2 separate regions of the Mus musculus genome follow, and region 2 is linked to region 1. Evidence: chromatin contacts called from public promoter capture Hi-C data. All regions are on one chromosome and are shown on one strand. The core of a region is the stretch at or near the end of the contact, and the rest is flanking DNA. Distances in the headings are between cores, read along the strand shown. Region 1 holds the start of Fan1 (FANCD2/FANCI-associated nuclease 1). Region 2 holds the start of Lrrk1 (leucine-rich repeat kinase 1).

The links. Promoter capture Hi-C pulls out the DNA fragments that hold promoters and counts their contacts.
Region 2: a contact with region 1 is called in a promoter capture Hi-C map of pre-B cells, with 4 times the contacts expected there. The contact joins the promoter of Lrrk1 here to the promoter of Fan1 in region 1.

Annotation. Positions count from the first base shown.
Region 1 is chr7:64,371,962-64,377,586 of GRCm38.p6, reverse strand. Fan1 (FANCD2/FANCI-associated nuclease 1) reads left to right here and starts at 3,531. Exons shown (of 14, transcript NM_177893.4): 1 at 3,531-3,652; 2 at 3,833-5,326. The coding sequence starts at 4,084. It overlaps Mphosph10 (M-phase phosphoprotein 10 (U3 small nucleolar ribonucleoprotein)), which reads left to right. Exons shown (of 11, transcript NM_026483.2): 10 at 192-419; 11 at 783-1,046. The coding sequence ends at 932.
Region 2 is chr7:66,385,416-66,391,040 of GRCm38.p6, reverse strand. It overlaps Lrrk1 (leucine-rich repeat kinase 1), which reads left to right and starts at 2,700. Exons shown (of 34, transcript NM_146191.3): 1 at 2,700-2,821. It overlaps Aldh1a3 (aldehyde dehydrogenase family 1, subfamily A3), which reads left to right. Exons shown (of 13, transcript NM_053080.3): 13 at 1-149.

The DNA of each region.
Region 1 (5,625 bases), core at 2,282-4,781:
TAGAGGTTGGAACCAAACAAGGCTCGCTCTGCAATCTCACATACTGCCATAGACACTCAGTCACTGGCCATTGTGTGCTCGTCTCATCCCTTAGCAGACAGAGTTCATTCCAGGTATAGTCATGTTGACAATCAAGAATAGCAATTAGTATGGTGGTGGTTTAGGGTTTGTTTGTTCGTTTTATTTAATAGGAGAAAAATAAAGCTGGAGATCTAAAAACAGCTGCTGAGAAAACAGCTACAGACAAGAAACGAGAACGAAGGAAAAAGAAATATCAGAAGCGTTTGAAAATAAAGGAGAAGGAGAAGCGGAAAAAATTGCTTGAAAAGAACAACCCAGATCAGTCTAAGTCCAGCAGAGCAGCAGCTTCAGAGAAGCTCAAACAGTTGACCAAAACGGGCAAGGTGTCCTTGTTAAAGGTAAATAAGGGGAAGCCCGAGGGAGTATGCAGGGTATGCATTGGGCTGTTTCTCAACTAGGATGTCAGAGCTGCCTCTGCACTCTAGAGACATACTACTCAAGGGTGGTCTCAGCATCTTATAGCCTCTCAGATCTTTACAAAAACAGGTCTGGCGGCAAGCTTTCTTCTCTCTTCTTCCCCCTTAAGATACAAGGGTGTTGAAATACTGGAAAATATTTGTTAAGGGAGCTGGTTGAATTCTTGTAGTGGCTTTTCATATTTATGCATTTATTCATTGTTGTAATCATAATGTACTGCTATAGACTTTGGGTTTTCTTACATAACCACATTTTATAACATCTCTGTTTTGTTTTAACTGCAGGATGAACGAAAAGATAAGCCCTTAAAGTCATCTCAGGCATTCTTTTCTAAATTACAAGATCAAGTAAAAATGCAAATTAATGATGCAAAACAGCCTGAGAAGATAAAGAAGAAAAAACAGGACATTTCTGTTCATAAATTAAAGCTGTAATATATTTAAATATAATGTATAAATCTGTAAGTTTCTGTCATCGTTATGTTTTATAATAAAATTCCTGAGCCCTCTCTTAGTTTGTTTCCTGTTGTTTTAATAAAGACCATCACCAAAGTCTCTTGTACAGGAACGGGCTTATTTCATCTTACAGTTTACAGTCCATCACTGAGGGACTCGGAGGCAGGAACTGAATCAAAGACCATGGAGAAACAGTTTACGGGCTTGTTCTCTCTGGCTTTCCCATCTTTCACATACAACACAGCACTATTTCCTAAGGGGTTGTACCGCCCATAGTGGGCCAGGCTTTGCCTTTGTCGGTCATTGGTCCAGGAAATGTCTCACAGACTTCCCTACAGGAGTCTTTAGAGGCATTTTCTTAACTGAGGTCTTTTTTTCCCCTCAAGTTGACAAAAAATAACCCTTATTTGCTTGATGGGAACTGTTTGAGACTTCATGGTGCTGTGGCAAACTTAATTGGAATGCCTTTCTGGGACCAGAGGTGGCGCATACCCATAATGTCGCCACTCTGAAGATGGAGGCTGGAGGATAAGAAATTCAGGATTTTCCTTAGCTCCATAGTGAGTTAGACACCAGCTTGGATCACACTAGACCCTAGAAGAACAAAAACCAAATAATAGAAAGCGTGTGGGTTTTTGTGGTTGTGAAACAGGCCTGAGCTTCCACACCCTCTCCCTGCACTGGTGCTCTCCACTTTCTCACCGTGTTTCCTGCTATGAGAAGCACCCAGAGCCTGCCGCTTTGCTCATAACCAGCTGTCTGTGTACATAGTGCTTTGACTTCTTGATTTTCTTCTCCCACTACTGTGTCTTCTTTCACAAAACAGCACCTTCATGTGTGTGGCTTACACCTTCCCCTGTAGTTTTGGTTTCTTTAAAAATCCAGTTAGGTTATATGAATATGTTTTTGTTTTAATCCCAGGTGTGGGATACGGGGCTGCTTCAGATTATATACAGCTGTGAAATATTACTGTCTTCTGTTGGGGTTAGGGGGATTTTACCAGTTGCAGATAGTTTACTTCTGGGACTCTGGAGAGGGTCTAAATGCCAGAGCCCGGAGAGAGCCTGTGGTAGCTGCTGCTCCCCATGCTCCTGCCTCTGCTGCTGTTGCATCTGCTATTGCTGAATTGCTGGTTTGCTGGACTGCTGGATACTCTGATGAAGAAGGATGGACGACCCTCAGCAACAGAAAGTAGCCTATAGAAGTCTATGCCTCCTTTCCCCTCTAATATTCTTTCCTACCTAGCGTTAGGGAGGTGGAAGGGAGAAGGGTGGAATAAGAGATGGAACTGAGGTAAAGATATGAGAACCTAATGATGTAATACAACAAATACGCCAACATTTTCCCCTTTGTCCATTACGTTTTCTTCTTTCTTCAGTCCCATTTGCTCCGGCCCAAAGATGTATTTACTGTTACATGTAAGTACACTGTAGCTGTCTGCAGACACCCCCAGAAGAGGGCGTCAGATCTCCTAACAGATGGTTGTGAGCCACCATGTGGTTGCTGGGATTTGAACTCAGGACCTTCAGAAGAGCAGTCAGTGCTCTTAACCGCTGAGCCATCTCTTCAGTCCCAGCCATTATATTTTAACACATGAGTTTGGGGGCCATTCTCTGACTATGGCCCCACTAATAGGACATTTAAAAATCTCCCCAAGTTGGTGTTTGTTTCTGAGACAGAGTCACACTATGCAGCCACAAGAAGCCTTGTAGACCAGGCTGCCCTCCATCTCAGATCCGCCTGCTCCTGCCTCCCAAGTGCTGGCATTAAAGGTGTGTATCACCACGCCCAAAAACATCCTAAATTTTATTCAAAATAGGATTTATCTTTTTCCTCTGAATAAATACTTTTGAGTAATTATCTCATCTCCCCACACTTTAAGGTGTTAGTTTTAGCAGTGATTTAACTATTACATAGTTTGTATTTTTGTGGAAATTTTAACAATTTGCTATACCAGGCTCTTGTATGTGCACATAGTTAGGAACTACATTTTAAGTCTAATCGGACTAGTTTTACCTTTAAAGTATATTAATCATGACCATTTCCTGTCATTATTGACCTGATTTATTTGGTTTTTCTATTTATTTTCTCTCTGTTCATCTAACTTTCTCTGGTCCTTCTTTCATGTCAAGTCAAACTAATCATAAAATATTTATCATGATTAGCGTATCATAGCGTTTCATTAATTTTTAGTTGTGTTAGGAATGCTGGGTGAGATGACGGCATGGCTTTAATCCCAGGACTCTGGAGGCACAGGCAGGATGATCTCTGAGTTAGAGGTGATCCTGGTCTACAGAGTGAGTCTGTAGGTCTACAGAGAAACCTTTACTCAAAAAACAAAACAAAAAGGGATTACCACCACAACGGTTAATGTTCTGCTACCTTAGTGTAAAGCTCTTGAGGTAGTAGAGTACAATCATGTCACAGTTTCCTCAGTCTACACACTCCATTTCTCTTTTGGTCCGCCTTCTGCTCGATCACTCTGTCCTCCACTAGCTGAGCCTTGGAGCGAAGACGCGGGGATCGGCTGGGGATGCCTGTAGCGCCTTGCTCTGGCTGGTCCGGGCTGCGCAGAGCGACTGCCCGCCTTGTGGCCCTTTGAGAGCGACTCAGCCTGTTCCGCTGCAGTGAGTTCAGGGGAGTCTGAGCGAGTCAGCGTCCTCTTTTTAAGACAAACGGTTCTTAGAAAGGCCCTGAAAGTAAGTGCAGCTTGGTCCTTCCGAAGCGAGGGACACAGAGCATGCGCGGAGCTGCAGGTCCGCTCCGATCTGTATCCACTTCAGGGTTCTCGTTCCAGAAGTTGCCATTCTACGTTTCAGTTGTCGGCCGACCCCGTAAATGTATAAAAATATTTTTAACTCATGTATTTTATTTTGTAGGAAGAAGTTGAACGAATAACGACATCAAATGCTATTTCACTTTGTATTAGTTCACGGCGAGAGTAAAAGTAACCCTTTAGGGTCCTTCACCTGGGGTGGCCGCTGTATTAACTGATGAGGAGGTAGCAGGGACCCTTTTTTTTTGTTGTTGTTTTTACTAATTCAAGCCAAGTGAATGAAAGTAAAACATTTCGGTCCTTACCTGAGATGACCTGATTTTCTTCTTGGGTCGCCCACTTTCTCTAATAGTCATGCCGTCACAAAGGAAATCACCTGATCAAAAAAGACCCCGTAGAAGCTTATCTACCAGCAAAACTGCAAAAAGCCAGTGTCATTCGATTACTTCGTATTTTAACAGTGCACCACCTGCTAAACTTGCATGTTCAACTTGTCATAAAATGGTGCCCAGGTATGACCTCATTCGGCACCTTGATGAGTCTTGTGCTAACAACGGTGTTGGTGATGACGTTCAAGTAGAGCCTGCTCAGGCTGGATTAATGAGTCCAACTGTGCCTACATCAGATTTACCCAGTGGTCCTTTAGAGAATGTGACACCTCAGAAATTATCACCACCAAAGAGAAGTTTAATTTCTGTCCAATGTGGTTCAAAACTGGGCATACAACAGCAGACCAGTCCCTACTTTAAAGATGCCTTAGTGTCCAAAGATCAAAATGAGCTTCCAAATCAGAGTGTAGAAATTATGCCTTTGGGAAGTCTGACATCGAAATTGTCCAGACGATACTTAAACGCTAAAAAATCACTCGCTAAGAATGAGGGACTAGCCAGTCAGTGCCCACAGACTTCTCCGTCCACACCTGGCACCAGCCTGACTGATAACTGTCCAGAGATGGAAGACAAAGATGAGGTTTTGAACAGTTCCCAAAAGGAAAACATTTATTCATGTGCACCTCTAAAAGAAGAGAATGCTTCAGAACAGAAGGTAAAGAACAATAAAATAACGGGAGATGAAAGCCAGAAAGCTTCCTGCGGGGAGCCAGCCCTCACCCCTGCATCTGCAGAGCATGCTTCCATATTACTGTCCTCAGATTCAACTCTCGTCAGTAACACGAAATCCTCTCCGGGAGACACTCTTGTAAAGCAAGAAAGTGCCAGAAGGGCAGATGTAGGGCTTGCTGAGCCGCTCGAGGTGCGCAGTCACAAAGAAGTACAAATGACTTTCGATGCTGCGGCCAAAACGCTGGTGTCTGGGGAGGCAGAATCAAATGGTCCTACCGATGTTGACATGTCTGACATGACTACGTGGAGTAACAACCAAGAGCTTGTCAGGGAAGCTGGCAGTGTCTTACACTGCCCTCTGGAGCAGGGGTCCAGCTGCGGTGGCCCCAGTGAGACAGCTCAACTGGCACTGAGTCACCCGTACTACCTGCGGAGCTTCCTGGTGGTGCTGCAGGCCCTCCTTGGGAACGAAGAGGACATGAAGCTCTTCGATGAGCAGGAGAAGGCGATTATCACCAGGTTTTACCAGTTGTCAGGTACCTTCGGCCTGTTGGCTTTCAGAGCTTCCTCGTCTGGTTTGTGTGCCATGGGAGGGCCAGTAAGTAGTCTGATGACCACCACGAGGAGTCACTGTGGGAGTACTGCGGGCTGGCTCTCTGTGTCAAGGAGAGGCCCATTTAAAACCAGTTCTTGTGCCTGGTGATATCTGCTGTGCAAACAGTACTTCAGTTACTATGGCAGTAGCTTTCTTTGACCTACCTTTCTTTCTTTCTTTCTTTCTTTCTTTCTTTCTTTCTTTCTTTCCCTTTCTTTCCCTTTCTTTTCTTTTCTTTTC
Region 2 (5,625 bases), core at 1,451-3,950, 2.0 Mb before region 1:
TAGAAATGAAAATCTATATAATGTTAGATCTCACTTCTTTTAAGGTTTACCCCTGTGGTATGGTTTTTAAATCAATTGGATTGGGGATTTTGATCTTAAGTTCAGATTGTGTGTTCAGCAATGAAAAAATAAAGTTGGACACAGAGAAACATTGATTGTTTTTCATTGGAGGACTAACCCCATTTGAATTCTGTGGCAGGCCCTTCTCTTTCTGAGACTTCTGTGCGATGTGGCTTTTGATAAGACAATGGGAAAATGAAATCACACGCCTCCAGTCGGGCACGCACAGGGCTCTTCTTGATGGTAACGGCCATTTCTACAGTCTTGCATGGTGAAGAGCTCCGTGGCTCACAGGCAAAGTGTAAGGTGCCTTCTATGCTGCCTAAGTTCCTTTTAATCACAAGGCAACAATGGCAAGTGCAGAAAATGAGGATTTGGGGAAAAAAATCCTGTCCCCAAATAGTGGCCATGTGTCTACTTTTGTGACTTTGTCTATGATGATCTAAGGGTCTAGACTTGACTTAGCTGAAGTTCTTAAGGCTTCTAATTGCCAAGAGACATCAGTTACCCGGTTATGACCTGACATTGATGTTGCAGCAGAAACCTTGTGTAGGCCTGGAACGATCAAACTGTGAACTCAGCATTGCAAGACCAGGCCTCTGACACATGTGAAAACATCACCCCCTTAAAATATGGTGCTGGAGGTTGCACCAGAGCTTTCTCAGTAAGCCCCTCTGCTTGTGTTGCTATATTTATGAGCACTTCATATCTGATCCAAATGTGAGCATAGGATGATATTAAAATGACACCTCCTATTGTCTGATTAATTAGAGCACGCCTGCCTGAACAGAACCACTCTAGAGACATGTGTGAGTATGTGTGTATAAGTGTGTGCAGGTGCAATTATATGCATGCACTTGGACACATTCTCTCAAAGAAGACATTATGGGATGTTCTAGTTTCAGCTCTTGGTGGGTGCCTACTTTCTAATGCCTACTAGAATCCTTGTAGCCAACTGTGATTGTAGGTGGAGACCGGAAGAGGGTCTTTAAATTATTGTGTGTGTGTGTGGGGGGGGGAGACATCAAACAAAAGTGAGCATTTGGCTGAATAAAATCGAGTGTCAGAAGACAAAAGGAACAGTTAGCCTCCGCAGTGTCATGCTCATTCAGGGAGGTGGGTGGCTGATCTACCTCTGACCACTGTCTATCAGAGGACCCCTTTGTAGACAGGGTAATTCCAACCTCAGACTGAAAGTCAGGGTGGGATGTGAGCAAACCCAAGAAAAACATGGGTCTGCAGGAATGAAAAAGAAGTGAGAAGGAATTTTAGCTATTCTGTAATTGTCTCCTTTGCAAACTTGTGATTAAAACACACCTACTGGGTACAGTTGAATACTGTGATATGGCCATCTCAAAAAAAGCTCATATATGTGTCGAATATTCCAGACCTTTGTTTGCTCGTTTGTTTGTTTTAAATTGGGCACTTTTCTTAACCTATTTCTAAGATTGTTTAAAGTGGAAAATTTCTTGCCACTTAAGCATAGGCAACACAAGTCCTCTTAGTGTGTGTTGGTCCTGGCTCTAGACATGGACTTCCTTTTAGTAACGCTAGGTGGCAGTGATGTATGTATGCCCTGAAGGCGCCACCAAGCCAGGCTCATTCAAACTGCTGACGCCATGCCTTGCAAATTATTAGGGACTTTTCCATAGCAGTCATGTTGCTGGCCTTGCTAATTGGTCTGAGGACCTCGGTGGTGAGGACAGGATTGCAGAACCCCACCTACATTTTTGTAACAGTGTTCGATGGAGGAAAAGAAGAGCGAACGTAGAAGAGCTGCGAGGTTGTGGCCTTGCCAACTAGGGATACAAACTCCAACTCTAAACAAACACTTGAGGTGTTCCCAAAATATCTCAGGCGGCCCACGGCTTCTCAAATTCTGTGAGCTGCCAGTGAGGCGGTCTGTCAATGTTCTTTGCACTTGGTCTCAGGAATATTCATTCTTACCAGTAAGAAGCACTTCGGTCCAGTACTGATTTTCTACCAAGGATTATCTTTTCTCGGGGAAAACGAGCGGAATCCGAAGCTTGCCTGCTGAGTGTATAGCCGCGTTTGGTTATTAACTTCAGTGGAATCAACTGACAACATTCCACCTCATCGCCACAAGCAGCCAGTCAGGGTGGCATGCTCCTGTAATCCCAGCTACTCCGGAGTTCGAAAATCGAAAAATATTCATCAGCTAGTAATATCTTTGCAAACGTCCATAATTTAAGTTAGCGAACTCGTGTGGTGAAAAAGCGCAGTTTACAAAACATCAACTTTTAAAATGTAGTTTCTGCACCGCTCCATAAAGACCTGCACACACATTAATATTCTCGCTCTCTTAATATTTACAGTCACAGTATATGGCCAGCAAACAGGATAAAAATTAATCTGTTACTCGAGCAGGGTAGGAAAGGCACAACCTTGTCACTGTGCCTGTCCGCAGGGAAGGCAGCAAAGCATTCAAATTTGGAGAGGAGTCCACAAAGTTTCAAGACCCAAGCGTCTACCGAGGCACAAGAGCAGTGAGCTTGGTCACCGACATCTTGCAGCTAGGGAAACCGAGGCAGGCCATCCAGGGGAGGTCGGGGCGGCCGACCCTCTGGCACAGCCCTGCTTCCGCGCCACCCGCCCTCTCCGCCCGCCAGGCGGCCGCAGGATTGAGGAAGTGCGTCTGGCCCCCGGCGGCCAGAGCATTGCAGGGCAGAGTACGGTAGGACCGGCAGGCCCCGGCCCTCTGATGTCGCCGATCCGCGGCTTCCAGACCCTGCCGCCGCAGGTAAGTGCTGCTCCGACCCGCGCCCTGTCCGAGGACCCGAGCGAAGCCCGCACCTTAGATCCAAGCTTTGCCCGCACCACCCCGTCCCGCGCCCGGGTCCCCGCGTGCAGCCGCCGTCGCCTGCTTGTGCCCTGCGTCTCGCCTCGCCCCACAGCTCCTCTCCCCAGCTCAGCACCCCGTACCCCGGGCGACCGCGTGCTCCGGACCCCGGCCTGTGTCCGGGACCCGCAGGTCACAGCTCCGGTGGGCGTCTGGAACTCGGGCTGCCCGGGGTCTCTTCGCTGCCTCTCTGGGCTGCGCAGCGACCCTCGCCCCTTGAAGGGTTAAAGCGAGTGCAGAGCTAGAACCCGGGAGCTGGGGCAGCCGAAAACCAGCCTGGGATCGGAGCGGGGCGGGGGCGGGGAGCCGAGTTCAGAAACAAAAGTAGGAAACACTAGGGAGACTACAAAGTTCTTTTGCGTTTGGAAAAAAAAAAAAAAAAAAAAAAGCCTGACTTTTAACTTGGGAGTGGGGGTGGGGTCTAAGCGTGGGAGTTCGTGGGCGCGAGTGGCTGGAGGCAAAGGCCCAGCGAGGCTCTTCCCGCGCGTGCGGGACAGCCGGGTGGTGCTGGATGGTCTGGAGGTCTTCCCCTGCTCCACGCGTGGGGCATGTTTCTCACCCTGTGGTCCCATCACTTTGCCTATGGGCTCTGTTGCTTGGAGCCAGTGGCAGTCCTTAATGGATGAGAACAAGAATTCCTGGAGGGGCAGTAAGAAAGACAGCAATGGAGAGACTCTAGGGATGCTGACAGCCAGTTCAGTCTGGCTTTTAATAGTTTGAGGCCATTACGTTTTTCTCTTACATGATGCTCATCCCTGCAAAAACCGGAGCAGGATAGATAGGGTCTTAAAGGCAAATTCTCTTAGCAAATTCTCACCAAATAACCTATTTTTGATGAGTTGGTCACTCACACTCACATAGCAGCATCAAAGGACCTACGATTTGTACACTTTGAAAAACTTTAGCATTGAATTCTTTCTGTGATTTGGTTTTCATTGTCCTTGCTCATGTTCCAGAAGAATATAGCATACCAACACCTAATTTGTCCTTAGAGGGGCTTTTCTAGTCAGCCAAACGTTTCCTTCCCCCACACCTACAACAGTCTCCTTAATAGTTTGGATATAATTATTATAACTAACTAAATAAACCAGCTAAGGAGATGGCTCAGTATACAAAGCACTTGCTGATCACGTGTGAGGATCTGAATTCAGATTCAGAATCCGCTTAAAGCCAGATGAGACAAAGGTGCAATCCCAGATGCCCCCACTTCAAGATGGGAGATTCCCTGGAAGCTCACTGGTCAGCTAGCTTTGTGTGGGCAACATGAAGAAGAAGCCTTGTCTCAAACATGGTGCAAAGCAAAGACCAACAGCAGGTCATCTGATGATCTCAACACACACATACGGACGCCACACTCACACACACACACAAACATACAAACAGAGAGAGAGAGAGAGAGGGAGAGAGAGAGAGAGAGATATTAAAAATAAGAAGAACCCTAGAAATCATCCCAGAGTAGTCTTGTTGGCTCCATCCCCAAGTGGGCCCAGTCCATTCCCTTCTTCTGTTTTTGAGACACAACAGGGCTGATGCACATACGAACTCCTACACAGTCCAAATTGCCATGTGCCCCTCCCTCCGCTCTGGATATATCGTATATATTCATTCTTTATTTTAATGTTTCTTTTTAAAATTACGTATACAATATATTTTTTCATATGCTTTTCCCTAGCCCCAACTCCTCCCAGATACTTCTCTTTATGCATCCAACTTGATGTTCATTCTGTCAAAAACAAAACAAAGAATACTAAGGCAAACCAGACAAACAAAAAAGGCACACAAAAATCATGGATCTCTCTCTCTCTCTTCTCTGTCTCTGTCTCTCTGTCTCTGTCTCTGTCTCTCTGTCTCTCTGTCTCTGTCTCTCTCTCTCTCTGTCTCTCTCTCTCTCTCTCTGTGTGTGTGTGTGTGTGTGTGTGTGTGTGTGTGTGTGTGTGAGCGCGCGCGCGCGCGCGTACTAGGCATAGGGCCTACCCTGGAGGCATTCGTATGTGTGTGTGAGGCTGATTCTCCTCATCCCAGCTGGTATCACAGTTGCACATAGCTTCTTGGTTGAGAGGTGGGACTTTGTGCCACTTCCCTTTCTTGGTGCTGGGATTTTTGTCTGGTTTGCACCTGTTCAGGCCCGGTGCTTGCTTCCACAGTCTCTATGAGTTCATACGGGCATCAGCCCTGCTCTGTCTTACAATCTTTCTACCTAATCTTACCCATAGATCCCTGAGCCTTGAGGGGAGGAGCATGACAAAGAAATCCCAGTTCGAATAGAGTGCTTCAAAGTCTCTCACTCTCTGCACACTGTCCAGATTGTGGGTCTCTGTGCTAACTCCTATCTACTGCACGAAGCTTCTCTGAGGTGGACTGATTTGTGGGTATGGCCATGTGTCATCAGGAGCCATTTTATAGCTGTGTCCCTTTATTGGTATACCAGTGGGTTTCCCCACGGGGACAGAATGGTGTGCATACATTCTTAATGGCCCGATGATGGGCTGTGTCCTTCCTCTTCATGGTGTCTCCAATACTCTCATCTTGCGGTTGGCATGAAATCTAGGGGCACTCTTCCCTTTCATTCCAGCTCTCTGCCATCCCACTGGCCCTAGCCCACTGTTCCCAGCCTCTCTCTCCAGCTTGAGGTATCTGCTTTGCTGCCCCATGTCTCTCCATGTGCCTCCCAAACCTACACAGTCTCTCCCTTTCCTTCTACATCG